Regions from separate parts of the Mus musculus genome. Here regions 1, 2, 3, 4, 6 and 7 are each linked to region 5. The links are chromatin contacts, called in public Hi-C and HiChIP or PLAC-seq maps. All regions are on one chromosome and are shown on one strand. Each heading gives the region's core, a stretch centred on a gene start, on an enhancer-like site or on the middle of the called end of the contact. The rest is flanking DNA. Distances are from core to core; before and after follow the strand shown.

Region 1 (2,954 bases), core at 344-2,843, 300 kb after region 5:
TATGTGCTTGGGCTTGAAAACACTCCTATCTCTCCATCGCTGTTAACTACTGTATATATCCTAAATGAGTCTCCCAATCCAGACAGATCCTGGAACAAGGACTGAACTACTGAACTCCCGTTTTCTGCTGATATCTTCTGTGCCTGTTTGCCATGTCACTCGCTGTATTCTCACAGCATTGTGTGAGGAACCTGTCTGAAACACCGTGTGTGACTGCATCATGACCATCTGAGGCATCCAAGTGTTTCTGCCTTGTTCCTCTACTCGGAACAGCAGATGTCATGAAGCAGCAGTGGACAGCATCTCCATGTATCATCTCTGCACATATCCTTCAGATGGACCTTCCGGGCCAAAGGCATGCTGGTTGTTAAGGCATTTGGTACTGTCTGTCAGACATCCCAGCTGGATCTGTGTGTCTCCTCCTCTCAGAGCTTGTGAGGCTTTGGCCGCTTTCCTCCTGATGGGACAAGTCCTTCCTGGGGGACAAATGGAATGGAATTAGAAGGTGAACAGTTCTTCCCTCAGTCAGGTGAACCTGGCCTTAATGCTCTCCTAGAACACACCAGCATATCTCCCTGGGAGAGCATGGCGCCTCTTAATTCTTAGCCGCTGGATACGCTGCTCCCTCTAAACTGCCACCTTTAAATGTCGGAGATGTTCCTTTAAGTGTGGGCCCCTTGGAAGTCGCCTGTCTGAGCGTGTGCCACTTCGTTTGGCCAATCTCATCTGATTTTGCAATGAGATTTTTCTGTCACCTCTGTTACTGATTTAATATGTTAACTTGGCACACAGGTGGTAATACTGTTGCAGGTAAAAATTCGTGCTGGTCTAATTGAGGTAGCCTCTACATTTTTTTTTTTAATTTGAGGCATCATTTTGTGAAAGATGTCTTATAGATTTCAGATTTTGCAGCAATGAAACCTGGATACAAAGCGGTGGCACTGTGACAGGCTCAGAGCCTGATTCCTCCAGCTGCAGGTGCCGAGGAGAAAATTGCCTGTCTTTTTTCAAGGCAACTGTCTGAGCCGGGGATTGTCGCTGACGAAGGTTGATCCAGCCACTTGCCACTGTTTCCATGGATGGAGAGAGAGATATACCCCTTACAGCAGCGGTTCTAAACCTATGGGTTCCGACCCCTTTGGGATTACACATCAGATATCCAAATTGCAATTCATAACAGTAGCAGTGTTACAGTTATGAAGTAGCAATGAAATAACTTTCTGGTTGGGGGGTCACCACAACACGAGGAGCTGAAGGAAAGGGTGGCAGCATCAGGAAGGTTGAGAGCCACTGACTGACAGGAGGAGTGCATGTTTCCCTGGCACCTCTGGCCATGAAGGGGCATTCCTGTTGCAGCCTCTCCAGCTTGCCTGGGATCTGGGGCACCAGTGCTCAGTGCCTGCAAGCATGGAAGGAGCGGCAGTTACAGCGTGCAGCATGTGGGAAGGCTTATGGTGTCGTGATGTGACAAGCTGCGAACAGCGGATCAGCAAGGAATGTGAGATAATTTAATTGAGGAGCTTGGAGAGAGGACAGCTGAGTTGGGGGGTGGGGTGGCAGGGAAAGGCATCTAAGCAGGGATGCATCATGAGGTGGCATTCTGGGGACAGTGTCAGAAGCACGCTTCCCCATTTCTCTGGCAGTTGAAGCCAATTTCCTCCCCCTACATGCTTTACAAAAAGGGAAATCATTTATTTTTATTAGGGCCCTGTTCTTCTTACGGCATTTTTTAAATATCACAGAGACAAATCACTCATTTCTATGTGAGAAACTAACTTCCTCTTTTCTCTGGGTTTGGTATTTACTATTTCTGCTATATTCTACCCTTTCGGGAAAGCCTCTTCCTCCCCCCCACCAATGCCCCCCCACCAACCCCCCCCCCAGCAATAGAAAAGAGGCAAGGGTGTGACCTATGACTTATTTACCTATCGAGGCTGTTAGAAGTACTTCTTAAAAAAGCATTCTTCTGTTGTTATTGGCTCTGTCCTAGAGTGTACAGCTGTTTCCATTTTCAAGCAAGCTTTGGAGTTAGTTTTACACATTTTCCATTCTGTTCATTCTCAGACTGTTGGACAGGTGGTGAATTTTGCAGTCCTGTCCTTAATATCTTTCCTTGGTGCTTAAAAATATCTCCAATTTGTGTAGAACTATTAAGATATTTGCTTATTATTCCGTTTGAAATAATTTATCATTCATTTCTCAGTTTTTCATTTATTTCTGTGTTGGGAAGACCCCTTGCCCCTGCCGTGTGTGTGTGTGTGTGTGTGTGTGTGTGTGTGTATGTGTGTGTGTGTGCGCGTGCGCGCACATGCACCCATGTGGTGGGGGTGGAAAGGTCTGTGTGGGGTGTGGCTAGGGGGAGAAACTGTTTTGGAGTACTGGGCAAGCAACCCCCTTGAGCCACATCACCGGCCTATGTGAGTGTCCTTATGTGTACGTGATCGCCTTTCTACAAAGTATGAGTCCCAAGTTCTGAGCCCTGGAGCAGCTGAAGCCATTCAACTCTTCTGTCTTCGCATTTCATTCTGGAAGCGTTTCATTACATCTCAGTAGCACTCTTTAGCTCAGTGTAACTAATTAATACTGAGGACAGATGTGTAGCCTAGAGCTGACCCTAGTGCTGCAGCATTGACTCTTGTTGTGGGTCTCCTTTGGTCACACACGATGGCCTCTGGTAGTGACGCAGGGCATGGCCGCTCTGTCACTTCTTGCTCAAATCTGTATGTCTCTGTGCAGAGCCACTTGAGTGTTTTGGTAGGATGCCATCTTCCTTTCTTGAAGTCACCATTCCTTGTCACTGGGCATGCCTGAAGGTCCTATTCAGCATCTATATTCTGTGCCATTGTATGTTGGAAGTACGTATTTTTTTAAAATTATTTTACAGTTGGTTCCAGTTAAAAGATTGCCTTAAATTGGAGCTTTTAAACAGTATTGAGAATGTTAAACGCTATAGG
Region 2 (3,004 bases), core at 185-2,684, 460 kb after region 5:
TCAGTGTGATCTCCCTAATGCTCGCCTGCATGGCACACTGCAGTGCCTCCCCATGGCCTGCCAACCTCTTTTGTGGTTGAGAATGGCCTTTCCAGTCTTGGGTCTGCTCCCTCCTCTCCAGCGTCATAGTTCCTCCTCCCCTGCTGCCGGAGTCCTGCCCCACAAGCCCTGTGCCCTAGTCTCTCCTGTGCCATTGCACATTGCTTTCTGCCAGCTCCAGCAGCCTATGAACCACTCCCTCGGGGTTAGATACCCTTCCACCAGCAGCTTTCTATTCTTACTACATCCTACCTGTTATTAGCTTGTAAGATCTGCTGACTTGTCCTGTCTCGTTAGTCCAGATCCTCACTAGCGAGGTACTCTTTCTTCATTTTTTTGGTGTGTGTGTGTGTGTGTGTGTGTGTGTGTGTGTGTGTGTGTGCGCGCGCACGCACATGTGCGCATATCTCCCTCTCTCCCGGCCCCTACACACACACACACACACACACACACACACACACACACTGCCCCGCCCCACCCCACCCCTACAATGGAACCACAGAAGATGGCTGGAATGAATTTGTTAAAGGAAGTGATTTGTACTCTACTTTGTAAAGTTATTTGTCACCCACATTGTCCCTGTAGGGGACACATAGCCTTTCCTGGGTGAGTGACACCTCAGCCTATGAACCTAATCCATACATATCTTCCTTTGGCACTTTCGCTCCAGAATCACTGTACCTTGTGGTGACAATGAGCCAGGAGAACTACAGAGTGTCTGTCTGTCTTAAGGGGTTACTTGTTGGTCAAGTTGGCAACTCATAAAATCCTCTTCCAGTACAATCCAGTCACCATTAAAAACCAGCCTCCAGTAACCAGCTAAGAAAAAATATCCTCTAGGTGATGGACAAACAACAGGCTCAGAGTCCCTTCCCCACCCCCAGGAAAGCACAGTTTGAATTTTACATGTTTGTTTGAGGCAGTTTGCCTCTCCAACCTCACCCTCTGACTTTTCCTTGTGACCCAGATATAGGAATATCTTGTGTTCTCTTGCTCCCTCTCCTGGCCTGGCCTGCCTTTAGCAAGAAGAGCACGCTCTTAGAATTGGCACCGACTGGGTGGTGGGGGTCTGAGCAGCTGAACAAAGCCACCAGCCAGCTCAGCACGGTTTATTAGAAGATCCACGGGAAACCAGCAACAAAGTCTTTTCTTCATATTTGCAGTGCAGCCTGACTGAGTGAGGAGGGGCGGTGCTGGCACTGGGAAGACATGAGCCTGGCATCCTTTCTAAGGGATGAAATGCTTCCCAGAAAAAAAAAAAGGGGGGGGGGGAGGCATTGCCCAAAAAAGCACTAGATAACTACCCTTTTTACAATGTCTCCCTGAGGACATAGAGAACCATGTATGCTGGTTACTCATTATCCAGTCTAGTGCAGTAATAACCCCTCTGATAGTCTACTCCTAACATGCACCAGACAAAGTCCTGTAACAGCTGGCCTATGTCATGGTGAGGAGCAGGACTATGCACCTTTCCCACCCAAAGATGGAATGTGAATGCTCTTCAGAGCCTGGCCACGTTGTGCATCCTTTCAGGCACACGGGCCTGAGACAGGACACAGGGCTTTCCCTGGTGATGGAGGGACAGCATTATAGCCCGCACTCTTCATGAGGAGAGCCAGGACATCACTGGTCTTCCGAAGGCTGACCCTGCTCCCTTTTTTATTGATCACATGGCTTCTTCTTAGGCGCTTCATAATCCTGCCAGTTCACCGTGTGTTGCTTTCCAAAATATCTTGCCTGCTAACCATACCGTCTTTCCTACTTTCCTTTCCTTTCTCATGCTGACCTAGGATGGCTTGACCAAATCTAAAGTTTTCCAACTTAGCAGACTGAGAACAGGACAGTTCAGTTTACAGAGTTCACTCTCCGCGCCTTCACTTTCCCACGAGCTCGCAGGCTGCTGCCCTCTGAGCTGCAGCTCTGGCAGAGTGTGTCCTATCTCAGCACCCATCTGCTCTGCTCTGTGGTGTCGTGCGCAGTGCCTGGCTTTCCCAAGGTGCCAAGCCCTTTGTGTTCTGTTGCCTCTTTCGAGACAGAAGGAAGACACTCATTCCGGGTGTTTATGGAAGGTCTTTTCCTAGAAAGCCACGAGGTTGTTCTTGTGTCTTTACTGAGGTCAGGGTCCCTGTGTGCGCAGAGCGGTGACTGATTTGTGTTAGTTCTGTGCCCTCTCATTACGCAGCCTGCTTCTGTTTCAGCTTAATATGTTAGAGAACACACTCACGCTCTTCCTCTCATCTATTGTCCCAGGAACTTTAACAATGGTGTGGGCGAACATTGAGACACCTGTTTCATGTGCCGTTTGCACAGTCTAAGTTCCTCCACGATAGAATTTTTTTTTTTTGCTTTCAAGTTTACGTTATGACCCAGAATAATGAATGTTCAAGTAATATTTTGTGCTGGTTAATTAGTAACATCTTATTTATAAAAGTTACCTAATTTATTCAGAATTCATGCAGAAAAAATACAAAGTGAGCATTTCTTTATGATCTAGTGGTTTCAGTCCAGTAGAGTAGTATTTGATTTGATAGGAAAATGTGACCTTTTGCTGATGTTATCGTCCTCTGAAATTTACAGAATCGTCTTCACCGTGCATATGTTTAGTAAACTTCTAGTATAGTCCATGCAGGAGGCACATCAAAACTTTAAGTTGAAGAACTCATTATCTAGAGAGAGATTGTGGAATATTCACATGATATGAAAGAACACTGGAAAACAGCTCTTACATGGTGGTCTGCTAGTAGTGTCTGTTGCCCAGGTCAAAAAAGGAAGGCACCAATTGAATTGGCACCTCCTTTATAGAGATTTCTCCTGGCTCCTTCATTCTCTGCCAATGGACACCCCACTCTGTCCTCCACAGTTTCCATAGGTACCATTGTCGTAGGGCTGTTGGAGAGGTCAGGTCCAAGTGCACCTAAGTACTTAGTACAGCGTCAGTAAATGCTAGAAGTCAAAAGCAAGGCTG
Region 3 (3,070 bases), core at 9-2,508, 410 kb after region 5:
CATTGGATACTTTGGAGTTTAGATCTTTTTTTTTTTTTAATTTTCATCTGTGCAAATGAATAAATGAAACAACCACCACAGATGCAGAGCTTCTCGTGACTGCTCTGTGTTCAAATCTGGGTGTACTTCTCAACTGTGAAAGTAAAAAAAACCATTGTCGCAAAGGTGCTAGTGAATCCAAGTTCCTCCTGAAAGGTCAAGGAAAATGGACTTTTATACTGAACTAGGAAACCTTTGAGAACTCTGAAGGACTTGATGATACAATTGCAATAGCTCCAGTCTTAGCAGTGCCCTTAAATTTCAGTTCCCTTGGCGCTAAGCAGGAGGCAGACAGATGGGGGCTTTGAGGAAGTAAATCAGAGAAACCTTTTAGCTGATCCACGCCAGGCCCTCCCTCTAGCTCTCTAAGGCACTAGGGACATTAAGCACTCAATGTTTGCATTAGGAAAGACTGAAGCTTTCTACTTTCAGTGAGAAGTTTGATGTGCTTAGAAAGAGTTTGCAGACCACACTAACACCGACTCTGACTCCGTTTGAATAGCTCTCTGCACTCACGAGTCTCTATAGACATGCTAACTTCCTCCTCTAAAAACTAACTCTTACGAATTTATAGTAAATAACTTTTTAAATGCTTGATAAGAGCAGAAATTCACTCGGCAATTACTAAATAATTTAGCATCTGATTCACAGAAGTGTTTACTTAATGCACTGTTTCTGGGAGCGGTGTGGGGCGCACCGAGTGAAGTGGTTTATAATTTACTCCTTTTCTTCACCCGCAAGGCATATTAATTTTTTTTCATCCCAAGCATTCTAGACATGACAGGTTGTCTGTAAAATTTAACATTCTACTTTTTTTGTGAATTGCCGCTTTTCTGATTCCCCACTGTGGATTTTTTAACTTTGTGAATTATACTTTTAACAGAGGAACTGTTAGACACTTCACTATCTGAATATGATTCAGTAATGAATGAAGAGCGGGTGAGCTCACAAGTGAGTCTGCATTCATTAATACGGCATGCTTGACTGAGAAGAGTGTGGCCTCCGTAGCTGCTTTTGAGGGGATGAGCATGCTATGATAATATAGTAGTAATTAGCTTCTCCTGCCGAACCATATGAGGAAATGATTGGGGTGTGTGTGTTGTGCACATGTGCAGCTGGGGTTTTTGGCATGCAAGAAGAATGAGATCAGCCAAAACCCAAACCAGAGCCTTTGGAAAGCTCCCTCACAATCTGACTTCAGCTAATGTCTACATACTTTAACACATTGTCTACTGCTTAGGGTAAAGCCTGGCTGTCAGACTCCTGCGTGCTATTCTGGGATCCCTGCTCCGCGCGCGCACTGTGAAGTGTTTCATTCTTAGATCCTGTGATCCCTGCTGCTTTGTTGCATTAGGTGGCAAGCGTTGCTTAATTAACATTAGGAACGAACGAAGGAGAAATAGAAAGCAGGGTGCTCGCTCCTGCAAGGGAGGAAGAGCCGAAGGCAGATGAGAGTTCACAGAACACACGTGATGAGGCCGGATGAAAGGGCTGCAGGAATAGGGTGCCATTGTGCTTGAAGAGACCCGGGGAGGGGTGGATACAGTCAGACATGTAAAGAACAAGAGAAAGCCAATTGGACAACTACAGCAGAAAGAACTATCCAAGAATCAGGTAACAGCATCCAGAAAAGTCACTAAATAAAGGTCTAGCAATCGTTTCCTAATAATGGATTTCAGGGTTTGCCTTGTGTGCGGGTTAGCTTTTATGTCAGCCTGACACAGGCTACAGTCCTTTTGGAAGAAAATACCTCAATTGAGAAAATGTCCCCATCAGACTGCCCTGTGAGCGAGCCTGTGAGGCATTTTCTTCATTGATGAGATGTGGATAGGCCCATCCTTCATGGGTAGAGAGACCCCTGAATGGGTGATCCCAGGTGCTATAATAAAGCAGGCTGAGCAAGCCATAAGGACCAAGCCAGTAAGTACCACCCCTCCATGGCCTCTGCATCAGCTCCTGCTTCTAGGTTCCTGTCCTGACCTTTTCTCAGTGATAAACTGATGTGGAAATACAATTGAGATAAGCCCTTTCTTCCTTGAGCTGCTTTCTTCTCGGTGTTTTATCGCAGCAATGACTAAGACACCTACCATGTGGAAGACCCTGGGTTCATTCCCCAGCACCACCCAAAATAGATTTCAGTTTCTACTGTTTGCTGAACAGAATTAATATTGTTTAAATGTCTTCAAATCTTAATTGATGGCTTAGCCAGAAGAGCAGATATCCTTGCGAATGTGACTTTTATAACATTCTTGGCCAACTGAGACTCCATATATGGCCCTATCCTCTCTTTTCAAAAGCCAGTTCTCTTAGGAAAAGGCTGGGTCCTCGAGACTCTCCCTTATTCCCCAGCTGTCTGGGAGCTCTGCAGCCTTGCCTGAATCCTGGAATATGGTAATCCAGTCTCTGCCTTGTTTTGCCAACTATTAACTTCCTCGTGGGACATGATTCTTGTCCTCCTCTCCAAAGTGGTTAGGACCTCAGTCAGGTCTCAGTGGAATCTCAGCTGAATTTCCCTGGTGACATATCTGCAGTTCATATTTGCTTGCTCAGGCGATGTTCCCAGAACGGACCCTCCAGGTTAAGGTGAAGCCACCAACAGCGTGACTTCTCCATGTTGCTCCCAGAAGCCCTTCACACTTGGGTCCCCATGTCCTACAAGGAACTTAGTTCAAGAAAGTTACTGCCCTATCAAGGAATATCGGGGTGCATCCTGACAGGAGTTCCTAATTTGGGCTCTGCAGAGCAGGAGACTGGAATCCTGCTTTCTCCCCCAACCCTAGAGAAACCTTTGTACATTGTCTACTTCATTTCTTAGAACCACCTCTTCAGAGACAACTTTTTATTTGATGCAACTTCTGCGACAATTAAACTGCACTCATAAATTGTCTTCAAAGGGCCTAATTAAGATAATTTCTGTCAACTAGAAGGTAACAACCCACCCTCTAAATCACTTGGGTCAATTTCCCTCACAGCCTCCTGAGGGTTTTAGAGCTGTGAGATCCCAGCTGGACTTGTGGTCCTTGCTTCACAT
Region 4 (2,813 bases), core at 48-2,547, 280 kb after region 5:
CCAGGCAAAACACCCAAATACAAAAGTTAAAAGAAAAGTAGCATATAACTAAAATCGTTAAGAATAAAGCTCCCACCCATTCACTTGCTTTTCAAGAAATGCTGATGGAGTTCTTTATCTTTAGGTTTTGGGGAACAGATAAATCATGAATTACAGATGCCTACCCTTGTTGAGCTTAATCCTAGTTAAGGAGATAGACAGATAACAAGATAAAAATTCTGGCAAGTGTGATGAATGTAACTGGGAGCAGTCGAACACTCACAGGAAGATGGGAGTTATTTTTTTCATATTTTAAAGAACAGCTCTAAGACTGATTGGAGCTCTGCTTATATTAAGATGCATCCAAACTGTTAAGTAAACATTGTATCACTACACCGTAATTAATTCTAACTTAAAGTAGAGATTAATATGTCCATTTGTAGAAGTTAATAGATTGAAACAGTGAGTGTTTTTATAGATCTCTGGGCATCTCTACTGAAAACACAATAAGACACTGAGAAGATGGCTCAGAGGGTAAAATGTTTGCCACACAAGCATGAAGACCTAGAACTCATGGAAAAGTGGTGGGTATGTGTCTAATCTACCCCCGAGGGTGCAGACACAGGCAGGTCCTTGAAGTTCATTCACAGGCCACTCTACCCAAATTGATAACGCTTCAGGTTCAGTGAGAGACCCTGTCTCAGAAATAAGGTGTAAAGAGATTGAGAAAAGATACCCGATATTGACTTTAGGTACATACACTACACCCCCCACACCCCACAAACACACACACACACACACACACACACACACACACACACACACCAATTAAATAAAGTATCAATTTCAGTAAAACACCAACTTTATGGTAACAAAATTAAAGATTCCTTGAGTTTAAAAAGCTAGCATTAAATAGGAAAATACTCATTTCTACCCCTCAACCTCCACAAACCCAGAGACAAACAAAATATTCACCAACCACTAAATACCCTAAGGGCCTAATTGTCTGTTATACTCAACTCACTGTATTGGTTCTGAAAGTCCCAACTGGTGAAGATATAATAGGCTATTCATTCCTTTAGTACAAAAACTGACAAACAGGTCAGAAGGAAGCAGCAGAGAACAAAGGGAGCAGCGAGTCCTGGGGTGACAAGCAGCAGGCACCGTTTCTAAAGGACCACCGTTAACCTGGCGACCACAGCTCTGCAGACCAATAGCGAAGGGCCATTTATAGCTCAGTTCCCACGAGGGCACAACTGTGCTCTGTACAGCACGTCGGAGGGGGACAGAGAGTTTATTGTTGAACAATGGTAGTGGCTCCCCGCAGGAAGTAGGGTGAATGTCTGGGTTAGCGGCACTGGTGACTTCATTGATCTGACCTGGGTAAGGATCAGACAGGACTCTGAACAGGAAGAGTTGTGGGTGGTTTATTCATGAGAACTGTGCTTTTTATGGGTTTTGCTTTTTTAGTAGTGAAAGCATTACCCAAGATGTTTCCTTGCTTACTGTCTATCCTGAGATTTTTGTTTCAGGGAGCGAACTTGATGGGGAACAAAATATCCACCTTCCTGTAAGGACAAAGGGTTTCTGGGAAGCTGCCAGTCACTGTCTCGGGTTTGAATTGTAAAAACCAACAGACGCTTCTTCGGAAAGGATTCTGTAAACCTTTTCTGTTGTTGTTTTTTAAGTTAACCAATAGTCTGCGAGAAAGCAACTGTTAACTCGTTTTGTTATTTATCTGTGTTTCCCAACCCGTGTGCCGAGGGGCTCTGGGACAGCGTGTTAAGTCCGAGGGCAGCTCCAGAGTTGGCGGCATACATTGTCCATCGTGGGGGACACGCCTGTAGAGCCCTGTGCCAGTATTAGCCGGAAGCAGGTCCTACTACATCAGCATTCAACTGCACCACGTTCTCTTGATGACCTCATCTCAATGCTAAAGTGAGAACAGGAAGGGAGGGTGGTGGGGTCTATGCTGACGCCACAGCCTGATGTTCTGCAATACTAAGAGATACAGAGATGATCTCGTAATACGTTTTTACAAGGTTATTTAAGAAGGAAATAAAAGTAGTGCTTTTTACTGTATAAGTGTTTGTCCAACAGTGACTAAGTCATTAGTCCATAAATAGTTATATTGTCTGGGGTCAAATGACCTAACAAACAAATAGCACCATTGAGCACTTGTATTATAACACAGGCACTGTTAAGTACTTACTGGTACTCTAAGAGATTTACACGTTATTTGGGAACCTGTAATGTGTGTTCCATCCCATGGACACCCACACACAGTTTTGAATTTATTATTTGCCGTTTGCTTCACATATTATGGAAGTCGTATAGAATATTATTTAAATTTTGTAATAAACAATTTGCTTTTACTTGACCTTCCATATTTTTAAGCCAGCCCTCTAAGGACTTGCCGCTCTTCCCCTTTCGTCGGAGGTCTGGTCAGACTCCTCGCACAGCCTGCTTGTTTAGATAGCCAGTATCCGGCAGTTCCATGGGCTACACCCCTGGAAAACGATTCCCAGGATCAAAGAACAGGGACTTTCTAATGCCTGTATTATCCAGATGGAGGGTGTGCATGCCAAGCTGCCCCTTACAAGACATTATATTGATTCCTTTCCCTTGAGAGTGTTTGAGATTACCTCAGCCAAACCAAGGACTGCATTGGGGAATTCAGTCATTGGTGCTCAGGGTTGTGAACCAGCCAAAGATGTCCCTCCTTCCCAACCACGGAGTAAGTGCAAGGCCAGTGAGAAAGCTGGCTGAGTCTGTGCTGGCCAGAAGTGCGCAGAGCCTCCAGTTCAGGAACTGCAGCAGGAGCTAGCGGTTGC
Region 5 (2,935 bases), core at 34-2,533:
TGTGTGTGTGTGTGTTTATAAACACGTGCTTAGCATAAGTATGAGACCAGGGACCATCCGACATGATTAGACCATTTCCACCACGTGAGGTCTGGACACCGAACTCAGGCTATCAGGCTGGGCGGCAAGTGCCTTACCTGCTGAGTCCTCTGTTGGCCTGCTGAAAAGGGAAACATACATACCCACGTTTCAGAAACTATAACTCTAGGTGCGTACCCCAAAGGAGAGAAAAACTTCAGTATACAGAGATTTTTGTAATGATGATCATGGGAGCATTTCTCATAATTCTTTTAAACCAGAAAAAAAAAAAGCCCTCTTCTGATGAATGTGTAGTGCTATATGTTGGTACAACGGAATATTATTCAGTTTTAAAGAAATGAGCTGAGGCATGATACAATATGGATGGATCTCCAACACGATACAAGGGAAAGTAAGGCAGACACAAAAGACCACAGGTTCTGTGGTGTCTTTCAGTTGAGGGTCTATCTATGAAAAGTTAATGAGCAAGTTCCAAAGCAGATTAGTCTTTGCCTAGGGCTGGAAGAAATGACTGAATGGACAAAGGGGATTTTCTGATGAGGTGTATTTATTCTATAAATATATATTATGAAGGGGCTCCATAAAGTCAGTCCCAAACAGACTAAAATATATAGTTGTAGTGAATATTAAGGTATATAAATTATACCTTTAAAAAGGGTGCTTAAAAACCAATAGACTCTCTCAAAAATGGCAATGGTATTTAAATGAGTGATTCAATAAATTGAGAAATATTTCAAAGTGTCGAGGGTGGTGCTCAAGGAAGACTTGTTATCGTGGAATGCCCTCTGTGTTTGACGCTACTAAGAGACCTGTGGTCAGCCATCTCACAGTTGGCTGTCACACTCAACTTAACCTCAGCCTCTCAGCTGCTTCAGATTCTCTCAGTTAAAAAAAAAAAAAGACGTATTTATTTTTATTTCATGTCTATGAATGTTTTGCCTGTGTGTATGTATTTGTTCCATATGCATGTCCAGGGTCCATGGAGGTCAGAAAAGGGCATTGTGACCCCTGGAACTGGAGCTATGGGTGGTTGTGAGTCACCGTGGGGGTTCTGGGAATGGAGTCTCCTGCTCCGCCAAAGCAGTAAGTGCTCTTAACCCTGAGCTCCAGTCCCTGATTTAATCACCACGGGACTATTCCTCTTGGGGCTGGGATTATTTTTTCCTTAGCTCTCTCTTAGCAGTCAGAAAGGACGGTCCATTCTTCCCTCTGACTCATCTGCTTTCTTTTCCACGTGGCAGGAGAAGAAAAGAGTTTTCAGTCACATCTTATGTCTCTGTGTCAGCAATTCAATTGTTCCCTTAGCAACCGTCCTTTTACTGCTGGCTTTCCCAGCTACAGATGCAGCAGTGCTCTCAAAGAGCTTAGATCACAAAACAGCTTGGGCCATCAGCGCCGCCGTGCCAGAAGCTGCTTTCTAAAAAGGCCAGTGTCTTTCAAGAGCAAATTATTTTTAAAACAATATTCAAGCCGAACATAGCATTTTTAGGCAAAGGCGACTATGGGGACACCACCAAGGAGAGATGCCTTTGAGGCGGGCTTCACCAAGGGAGGGTGCGCAGCCACCAGCCACGCTCACTGTTCATCTCCTTTCCCCGCGGACATTATGGGTCACAGGGGAAATCAGGAGAAGAGGGGAGGGGGCTGGCACAATGCAAAGCTGGCGATTCTTCTGCACACGGAGGGACTGAAGCATTATCTGTGCATGTGAAGCATAGATTTACCATTTTCTCGTCTCGTTGTTCACAGGAGCACTCTGCCCTTGACAGAACAGTCATCCTCCGGTACTTGGGGAGAATTGATTCTGGGAGGCCCTTCTCCTAAATATCAAGATGTGTGGATGCGCGCATCGTTTTCTTATGTTTACAGGGAACCTGTGCAAACCACCTGTCTAATTTAGTCAACTCCAGGTCACAGGCAATGCCTTAAACAACGTCCCATATTGTTTAGGGAACACTGACCTGAAAAAGCTTGCCCTGTGTTCCAGGAATTCACATCTCTTTAGTTTTCCAAATATTTCCCACCTGCAGCTGCTTGCCCACGGATGCGGGGCGCAACGTTCTCTTTAGATCGGAGGCATAGTTCCCTGTAGTATTTCACAATGGAACTTTTCCAAGAGCTGGCGTGAGGAGAAGAGAGGCCCTATAAACATCACCAGTAAGCACCAGGGTTTTGGAGTGAGAAAAGTGGAGCAGGAGCAGGGGAGATTGGTAACCCGCGGATAGGGTAAACAGAGGCAAGTGTTGACCTAGTGGAAAGAAATCTGGGAATACACCCAGGCATCAACTCAGCTCAGAACCCCACTTCTAGACCCACATAAAGAGAAGTCTGATGGATTCGGCTCTTCTCCCCTGGAGCCAGTCACTTGCTACTAGGACAGGATCGGGATAGAGAAAATTAGCGCAACTGCTCCGAGCCCAGCCCTGCCAGGTGGACTGGGAAGACCCAGGCCAGTCCCATGGAAGAGGCTGAGAAGATCTCTGCCTCCAGGAGTGCTTTGGCCACTAGGACCCCTACACACACACACACACACACACACACACACACACACACACACACACACACACACACACACACATCAGGCCAGGTTTGTAGGAAGGCATGCTGCTAATTCCTGCTGCTAGTGCACATGAGAGAAGACAGCAATGGAACTATTTTTCTTTGAAAGAAACAGAAATAGAAATGAGATTAGGCCAGCAGAATGGCTCAGGTCATGGAACCTGACAACCTGAGAAGGAATTTGCCTCCTACCCACTGGGCCAGTTCTGCGGCTGGTGGAAACAGAAGCCATGATGGGTAGGGATCATGCTGACGGTATCAGGCAGAGAGGGAGGGAGCAAAGGCAAGGTCATAGTCACTGGTCATGGCTAGGAGAAGAATCTGTATGCCTTTGGGG
Region 6 (2,864 bases), core at 250-2,749, 500 kb after region 5:
TATGACCAACAGGAACATATTGTGCAAACCGCAGCAGTGGCCAATAGTACCCTCTTTCACATTTGGCCTGCTGACTCAGTGACTATTCCTCTGTCTCCAAGCCTTAACCAAAAACCAAAGCAGTCCACAACTAAAGAGATTCATCGCCTACAAATCTCCCAGGCCTGTCTACCGTGCAGCCTCCCTGCCCAGAGTCCACTGGCCATAACAGCAGGCTATTCGGACAGGTGGGGGCGAGAGTTAGCAGAATGTTTCATTGTGTCATATTGTCTACTCTGTGCTGTCTCTGGGGACCCAGAGAGTAAACACCTCTGATGAGAAGTACCGTCTGGAAGGATATGTTAGGCAGGAGCACTGACTCAAACAGCAAGCTGTACAAGCTTGTGTACGTTGTATTAATCTCCTGGAGGAAAGAGCAGAGGCGTGAGCTTTCTCGCAGCTGGTCGGCTTTCCAAGACGTTGTCACATTACCTAGTTTTCAGCCCTGTGTGGGGTACATGGATGCACACAAAAGCTTGTGAAAATATTCCTCTGGAAAGGCCCAGGGCTGCCCCTCATCTCCAGGAATGCCCGCCCGTTGCCTTGGAAACAGCCGAGGGCTGAGGTTGAGCCTCCGCATCCCTTGAGGAACAAGGCAGGTGCTCCCACCTGCTGGTCAGTGTAAGTTCCTCCTTGCTGTGTGGCTAGCAGATCTACAAACAGAACCCAGCACAAGAGTGAGGGCTCCCTTCCCCCTGAGAGAGAAGAAGATGTATGGCTGACTGTTTTCTTCTCCACTGACCGTCTTTAAAAACGAAGCCCGATTGCAACAATCCCTGATGAAATTCCATGTGTGGTTTGCTTTTGCTCCAAGGACTTTGACACTGCCATTGTTGATTTTCCCTTTCCCCCGCCAACCTTCCATCCTGTCTACCTGGTCTGTGTTTGCTGTCTAGATGGCTTTAAATACAGTAGCGCTCGGTGCGGAAGCCCTTTAGACTTTCCTTGTGATCTGCTCTGTGGCATGTTTTCTTTCTGCAAGTAAGCAAATACAGTCTGGAGCTGAAGTAAGATGGCTCTGCTGTCAGTGGAAATAGAAGTCCCCTGAGCCCCAAGGGTGCACAGCTTTTGTGATGCCCAGGTGCTATGTCTCCAACTGACGACCTGTGTGCTGCTGGGGCACCATCTAGGATCTGAGTGTCTGTTATCCAAAGCTTGGAAAATGGAGATAAACAGTGCACTGTATCATTGGAAGCCTAGGAGAAACAGCCCCACAGGCAAAGGCCTTTCCAACAGCCTGCAAAGGAGCCATTTGTCCTGCCTGCACTCACCACATGGGAGGCATAGTAAGTGCCACATGGAGTAAGTGCACAGCTAGGAAGTAACCCGACAGAATTTTCACCCGGCCCTAGGAAAGGCAAATGATTCTTTAGTGTGCTTACCTTTGTGCATGGTGATCAACTGGGCACAAATACCAGGACTGAGCCTCATGACTATCTGATGCAACCAACAGATAACTCCCAGATTCAGGGCAGACTAGCCATACCCTTGACCTCTTAAAGAACACAGACTCAACACTCCACCCTCTGAATCCTAACAGGAAGTTGCTTTCTTCACCAATAAACCCAGGCCCACATGCTTTCTCCAGTGACTCTTTTTCCTGAGAGATCTGTAAGATTCCTGGGCACGTCCTACACATGTCTAGCAAGCCTTTTGTGGGGACCCATCTGAATTGTGGAACAATACTGGAACAATAAAATGTGCTTTAGATTTTAATTTTTCATCATTGAATTTTTTGTAAATAACTTGTATAGATTACATTAGAAATATTTTATACACTGGGATAAATGACATGTTCTTAAAATGAAACTCACCTGGATTGTTTTGTTTTGTTTTGTTTTTACTTTATTTAATGTGGCCGCTTTCAATTTTTTGGTTTCTTGCAGGGGTGGGGGTGTTGGTTGAGTTTTTCTGAAACAAGCTCTCGGTATTTAACCTTGGCTAGGCTCAAACTCAGAGATCCACCTGCCTCTGCCTCTCAAGTGCTGGGATTAAAGGTGTAACACAACACACCTGACTGACATACACTTGTAAGTTTAGCCTCTCTGACTGGTGTTAGTATTAAAGGTTAGCCTAGCACATGACATTTAGGCTTACATTGCCATCTGCTGGCCAAGCCAAGAAATTGAATATGAGAAAAAAACCTAAGCAACCTGAGCTGGGTCTAATAGCCTGGGCTGGCCTGGAACTCCACAGGCCTCTGAGGGTGGCCTTAATCTTCCTGCCTCCACCTCCTCCCAAGTGCTAAGATTGCTGAGGTCATAACTGTGCAGGAGTTGCAGAAACAGATGTAACTGCAGAAGTTCCCAAACCATCAGCACCGCCTTAGCAAGGAAGGGCAGAGAGAAGCTGTTAAAAGTCACAGACCTGGGGCTGGAGAGATGGCTCAGTGGTTAAGAGCGCCAGCTGCTCTTCCGGAGGTCCTGAGTTCAATTCCCAGCACCCACACAGTGGTTCTCAACCATCTGTAATGGTATCTGAAGTCCTCTTCTGATGTGTCTAAAGACAGTGACAGTGTACTCAAATATATAAAATAAATAAATCATTTTTTAAAAATGTCACCGACCTGAACTCCAAACCCCATGGAGACTGACAAGGCCCTAGAGAGAGAGAGAGCCTGGGCTTGCTCTCAGCTTCTGCATCAGACACAAAGTCAATGTTTTCACACAAAACAATTAGGGTCTTCAGTAGCCCATGCTGGCCTTAAACTCAGTTTGTCAGTTTGTAGCTAAGGATGACCTTGAATTCCTAATTTCCATACCTTCACTTCTTGTGTTTATAGATGAGGACCACTCCCTGCATCAGGTCTCCATAGTTGCCGTTCT
Region 7 (3,209 bases), core at 177-2,676, 430 kb after region 5:
CTGACACTTATATTCTTTCTGCTCCCTCTTCTCCTGTATTCCTTGAGCCTTGAGGGGTTGGGTTAGGTGTCCCAGGTAAAGCTATGCACTCATTCGTCACTCACACCCAGCACTGTGACCAGATGCAAGGACTGTATTCGTAGGTGCCTTCTGCAAACAGGAACCTCTCTATTTCATCAGATCACATTCTGACAGGAGTGCTGAGCCGTTCAAACGGAGTGAGGTAGAGCAGACCTGCAAGATCACTTGAACCCAGCTAGGCAATAGTAAGGCCTCCATCTCAAAAAGAAAAGGAAGAAAAAAAGAAAAAAAAAATCTTTGATTTGTAACTACAGTAGAGCTAAGCAACCCCAATATTCAAGCTAATGGAAAATTTCCAGAAGAAGAAACATTGATTGATTATGCAGGAAACAAAACGGATGTCCCTGGGTACCCAGGAGAGGATGGAATCTACTGACCAAGGAGCAGACTCAGCTCTGCCAAGTATAGCCTTCTCTGAGTGGTGGGGCAGACCTGCATGATTGCTCTGTGAGTCTAACCCTGTGTTACAGGTTTCTGGTCCTTGACATTTCCTAGGTTCATGCTGGAGTGAGAGAAAACTAGTGTGGCTGGCCAGGAATTGAGGGGAGATGCTTGGGCTGGGAAGCAGGAAAAGATCTTGGAAATGGGAGGCAAAGCCTATCAGGAAAGGAGCTGCAGAAAAGGCAACAGAGCAAGTGTGGGGCTCAATTTTGTCAGCACCCCTAATTCTAAGATGTCTTGCATGTTCAAAGGAGCAGAGCAAAGGAGCCTAGAGGACAGTGGTGACACAATGGGGACACAGTAACCCAGAACACAGGCATAGCAGGCAAGATACAGACAGATCACAGCTCCTTAACTGCTTCTGGGTTTATAGTCCTGAGAAAATCATTTTGTTTAATGCCCTCGATTTCGGTATGAGTATGCAGAGAGTAGCAGTGCTGGATCCCAGCTTGACAGGCAGGTTGCCATTCAGATTAATGAAACATGATATGCTCAACTTCTTGGAAGGCTGGTGCTATAGAAACAGTAGGTGTTATTATTCCCATAAAAGGAAAGAGCAGCCCTCTCTGGTGAAATGGCTCTTAGCACAGAATCCTCATTAAAAGCTGTGGTGCAATTTTCCAAGTTGCATTAGTGAGACTTGGCAATGGATGAAAAAAAAAAAAAGAAAGAAAGAAAAGAAAAGCAAATAAATAAGGAGGCAAAATATTCCAAGCAACGAGTTGCAGGCAAGTGGGAAGGAAGGTTCCGAGAGTTAGAATCAAGCCACAGTGGTTCTGAAATGCCTGAAGGGAGAATTTATTTATAGTAAGGCAAAGGTGACTTCCAGCCCTGAAATCGGGGCCTCAATAGGGATGAAGGAAAGCTAAGCCATGCGCTGGCAGGGAACTCAGGCTACTGTGACTCTCTCTCTCTCTGGAGGCCTTAGGATGCTGGTGACAGCAGGGAGGGAGGGCCAGTGCGGACAGCCACAGCGACAGCTAATTTTAAATGAGACACATAAGCTGTTTTCAAACCTGTTGCTTTTTTTTTAATCCGAGGCCGCTGCATCCTATTTAAAGAGACTTTCAGAGATGCTCTTCTTCTGGCAATGGCACGGCTTGAACATACCAAAAAGCAAGACCCACATAAAACATATTTTTAAGTGACCTGATTTCAAAGGCATCTTTAAAGATTCTTTGCATTACACTTGTTTATTCTTAAAATAAAATGACCACAGTGATTAGCATTTGATACGGATTTGTAACAAGGCCTTGAACCATAGTGGCATGCAAATTAAATTTTGTAAATTAATGTATGTATTAGTTCACTTTTAAACCCTTCTTTATGTACGAACAAAATATCCCTTACATTTCTTTCTTTCTCCTATAATGGAGACTCTTAGCTGTTTCAATTAAAGTTAATAATAGCTTTTAAGACAAAGTTCAGAGCTATAAAGTTCTTCGCTTGATCAGTAATCATAACTATTATTTTGTCATATTTAATCATAGGACCCAGGCCTCTAACAGAGTATTTAATTAAACTTTTAATTCGTGATAAGAAGTTAAATAGCACTTGAGAGAGTTTTGAAAAATTATTTCACTTCCCAACCAGATTATAAAAAAAAAAAAAAAAGGTGAGAGGTGTGATCGGGAGACAGCGGCTGGCAGCCAGAGAATTGTAGGGCATGTCAGCATGGGTTGGCAATAAGCCACTTTCCAATTAGCATGGCTTCGTGGCTGCCGACTAATCACTCCTGAGTGGATGGGTGAGTCACTTATGATGTAGTGGCTCTCTATTTGATCCAGTACTGCTGAGAATAGCTTTCTTATCCCTATTACTGCCTGTCCCACCTTGCCAATGGAAGTGTGAGCTGTGTAGGCTAAACGCCGAATGGAAGAGACACTCGGATTGTGTCTCTTATTTCTCTTTGCTTCCTGAAAACTGAGATTGTAATTAAACTGGGAAAGCATGGTGTGATTTGTTTTGAAATGAGTCACAAAAACACACTCTCCACACAAAAACATTCAAAGGTTGGAGTCCTGGAGCCATTTTTAGTCTGTCTTTTCTTTGGCAGTTTTAACATCTGGCACAGGTTGGAGGATATCAATAAAGTTACCTAATAATCTTAGTGGATTCACATCCCGTTCCAAACTTGGAATGTCACCAGACTGCTGCAGGTTTTGGCTCTATTGTAAGGATCTTTGCAGCATTTCTTGTGTGCAGCAGGCTAGGTGAACAGCTGTAAACACAGAAAGCCATTGAAGGACATCCTTCTCATGGTATGAACACCTGGATTCTTGGTAGGATGGACACACTGTGACCCAGGAAATTAATTCAGAGATTTTAAAATTGAATCTATCATATCTAAGCATGGAGTAATGGAGTCAGGTTAAAAAGAAAGTGATTTCATTTCTCAGGAGCACAGGAGGAACATAGAACTTATGCACACAAATTGTTAATACCAACCATTTGAGTTATTTGTTTTAGTTCTTAACCAAATCCTTGGGCTCCGGAGGCCACATAAAGGATTGGTTTAGTTTATTTTGAAAGTTGGAGCAATTATGCATTGGCACTCTGGGCTTCCTGTTACCCCAGACGTGATCCTTTTGTCCCCATTAACTTGGTACATATAATAAAATTCATCACTTTGCCATAGACTTCTGACATTTGTTGGAAGTCTCTTTAACTGACATTGGGCCACTTTC

What was found. Hi-C and Micro-C count contacts between places; a contact is called where the count stands out from the background. HiChIP or PLAC-seq counts read pairs in DNA pulled down with a chosen protein or histone mark.
Region 1: a Hi-C map of forebrain shows a contact between it and region 5, with 4 times the contacts expected there. The contact joins two enhancer-like sites. A contact is called at or near these places in 4 of 484 Hi-C or Micro-C datasets (B cells, cortical neurons, forebrain and 1 more), 2 of 115 datasets of contacts at active chromatin or transcription factors (embryonic basal ganglia and neural tube) and 1 of 9 other capture datasets (embryonic stem cells).
Region 2: an H3K4me3 HiChIP or PLAC-seq map of embryonic forebrain shows a contact between it and region 5, with 8 times the contacts expected there. The contact joins two enhancer-like sites. A contact is called at or near these places in 1 of 15 datasets of contacts at CTCF or cohesin (the NIH/3T3 cell line), 7 of 484 Hi-C or Micro-C datasets (the AML12 cell line, bone marrow-derived macrophages, cerebral cortex and 4 more), 11 of 115 datasets of contacts at active chromatin or transcription factors (VIP interneurons, bone marrow-derived macrophages, craniofacial prominence and 8 more) and 1 of 9 other capture datasets (embryonic stem cells).
Region 3: an H3K4me3 HiChIP or PLAC-seq map of embryonic basal ganglia shows a contact between it and region 5, with 3 times the contacts expected there. The contact joins two enhancer-like sites. A contact is called at or near these places in 3 of 484 Hi-C or Micro-C datasets (bone marrow-derived macrophages, mammary gland and nephron progenitors) and 7 of 115 datasets of contacts at active chromatin or transcription factors (SST interneurons, differentiating embryonic stem cells, embryonic basal ganglia and 1 more).
Region 4: a contact with region 5 is called in an H3K4me3 HiChIP or PLAC-seq map of neural tube, with 4 times the contacts expected there. The contact joins two enhancer-like sites. A contact is called at or near these places in 2 of 484 Hi-C or Micro-C datasets (cortical neurons and nephron progenitors), 2 of 115 datasets of contacts at active chromatin or transcription factors (embryonic basal ganglia and neural tube) and 1 of 9 other capture datasets (embryonic stem cells).
Region 6: a contact with region 5 is called in an H3K4me3 HiChIP or PLAC-seq map of embryonic basal ganglia, with 8 times the contacts expected there. The contact joins the promoter of Bach2os here to the enhancer-like site in region 5. A contact is called at or near these places in 22 of 39 promoter capture datasets (the 3T3-L1 cell line, 3T3-L1-derived adipocytes, the C10 cell line and 14 more), 23 of 484 Hi-C or Micro-C datasets (the C3H10T1/2 cell line, CD4 T cells, CD4 single positive thymocytes and 15 more), 9 of 115 datasets of contacts at active chromatin or transcription factors (SST interneurons, bone marrow-derived macrophages, differentiating embryonic stem cells and 6 more) and 3 of 9 other capture datasets (adipose tissue, embryonic stem cells and liver).
Region 7: an H3K4me3 HiChIP or PLAC-seq map of embryonic basal ganglia shows a contact between it and region 5, with 5 times the contacts expected there. The contact joins two enhancer-like sites. A contact is called at or near these places in 1 of 484 Hi-C or Micro-C datasets (bone marrow-derived macrophages), 7 of 115 datasets of contacts at active chromatin or transcription factors (cardiomyocytes, craniofacial prominence, embryonic basal ganglia and 3 more) and 2 of 9 other capture datasets (adipose tissue and embryonic stem cells).

Annotation. Positions count from the first base shown.
Region 1 is chr4:32,371,723-32,374,676 of GRCm38.p6, forward strand. It overlaps a transcript of Bach2 not described here. Among named protein-coding and RNA genes, the nearest start is that of Bach2, 44 kb to the right of the region's middle. Within about 2 kb of position 1,594, at least 101 of the 459 cell types and tissues checked have an H3K27ac peak or open chromatin away from gene starts, as enhancers often do. A contact at or near this core is called in cortical neurons and forebrain, where this site is marked.
Region 2 is chr4:32,537,212-32,540,215 of GRCm38.p6, forward strand. All of the region lies in intron 2 of Bach2 (BTB and CNC homology, basic leucine zipper transcription factor 2), which reads left to right. Among named protein-coding and RNA genes, the nearest start is that of Bach2os, 33 kb to the right of the region's middle. Within about 2 kb of position 1,435, at least 66 of the 459 cell types and tissues checked have an H3K27ac peak or open chromatin away from gene starts, as enhancers often do. A contact at or near this core is called in VIP interneurons, cerebral cortex, embryonic forebrain and 1 more, where this site is marked.
Region 3 is chr4:32,485,678-32,488,747 of GRCm38.p6, forward strand. The region is part of intron 1 of Bach2 (BTB and CNC homology, basic leucine zipper transcription factor 2); the gene reads left to right. Among named protein-coding and RNA genes, the nearest start is that of Bach2, 70 kb to the left of the region's middle. Within about 2 kb of position 1,259, at least 54 of the 459 cell types and tissues checked have an H3K27ac peak or open chromatin away from gene starts, as enhancers often do. A contact at or near this core is called in SST interneurons and embryonic basal ganglia, where this site is marked.
Region 4 is chr4:32,350,189-32,353,001 of GRCm38.p6, forward strand. It overlaps a transcript of Bach2 not described here. Among named protein-coding and RNA genes, the nearest start is that of Bach2, 66 kb to the right of the region's middle. Within about 2 kb of position 1,298, at least 121 of the 459 cell types and tissues checked have an H3K27ac peak or open chromatin away from gene starts, as enhancers often do. A contact at or near this core is called in cortical neurons and neural tube, where this site is marked.
Region 5 is chr4:32,073,463-32,076,397 of GRCm38.p6, forward strand. No RefSeq gene overlaps it. Among named protein-coding and RNA genes, the nearest start is that of Gm52717, 86 kb to the right of the region's middle. Within about 2 kb of position 1,284, at least 107 of the 459 cell types and tissues checked have an H3K27ac peak or open chromatin away from gene starts, as enhancers often do. A contact at or near this core is called in SST interneurons, VIP interneurons, cerebral cortex and 8 more, where this site is marked.
Region 6 is chr4:32,570,163-32,573,026 of GRCm38.p6, forward strand. Bach2os (BTB and CNC homology 2, opposite strand) reads right to left here and starts at 1,500. Exons shown (of 5, transcript NR_026843.1): 1 at 1,422-1,500. All of the region lies in intron 3 of Bach2 (BTB and CNC homology, basic leucine zipper transcription factor 2), which reads left to right.
Region 7 is chr4:32,507,780-32,510,988 of GRCm38.p6, forward strand. All of the region lies in intron 2 of Bach2 (BTB and CNC homology, basic leucine zipper transcription factor 2), which reads left to right. Among named protein-coding and RNA genes, the nearest start is that of Bach2os, 62 kb to the right of the region's middle. Within about 2 kb of position 1,427, at least 71 of the 459 cell types and tissues checked have an H3K27ac peak or open chromatin away from gene starts, as enhancers often do. A contact at or near this core is called in embryonic basal ganglia and forebrain, where this site is marked.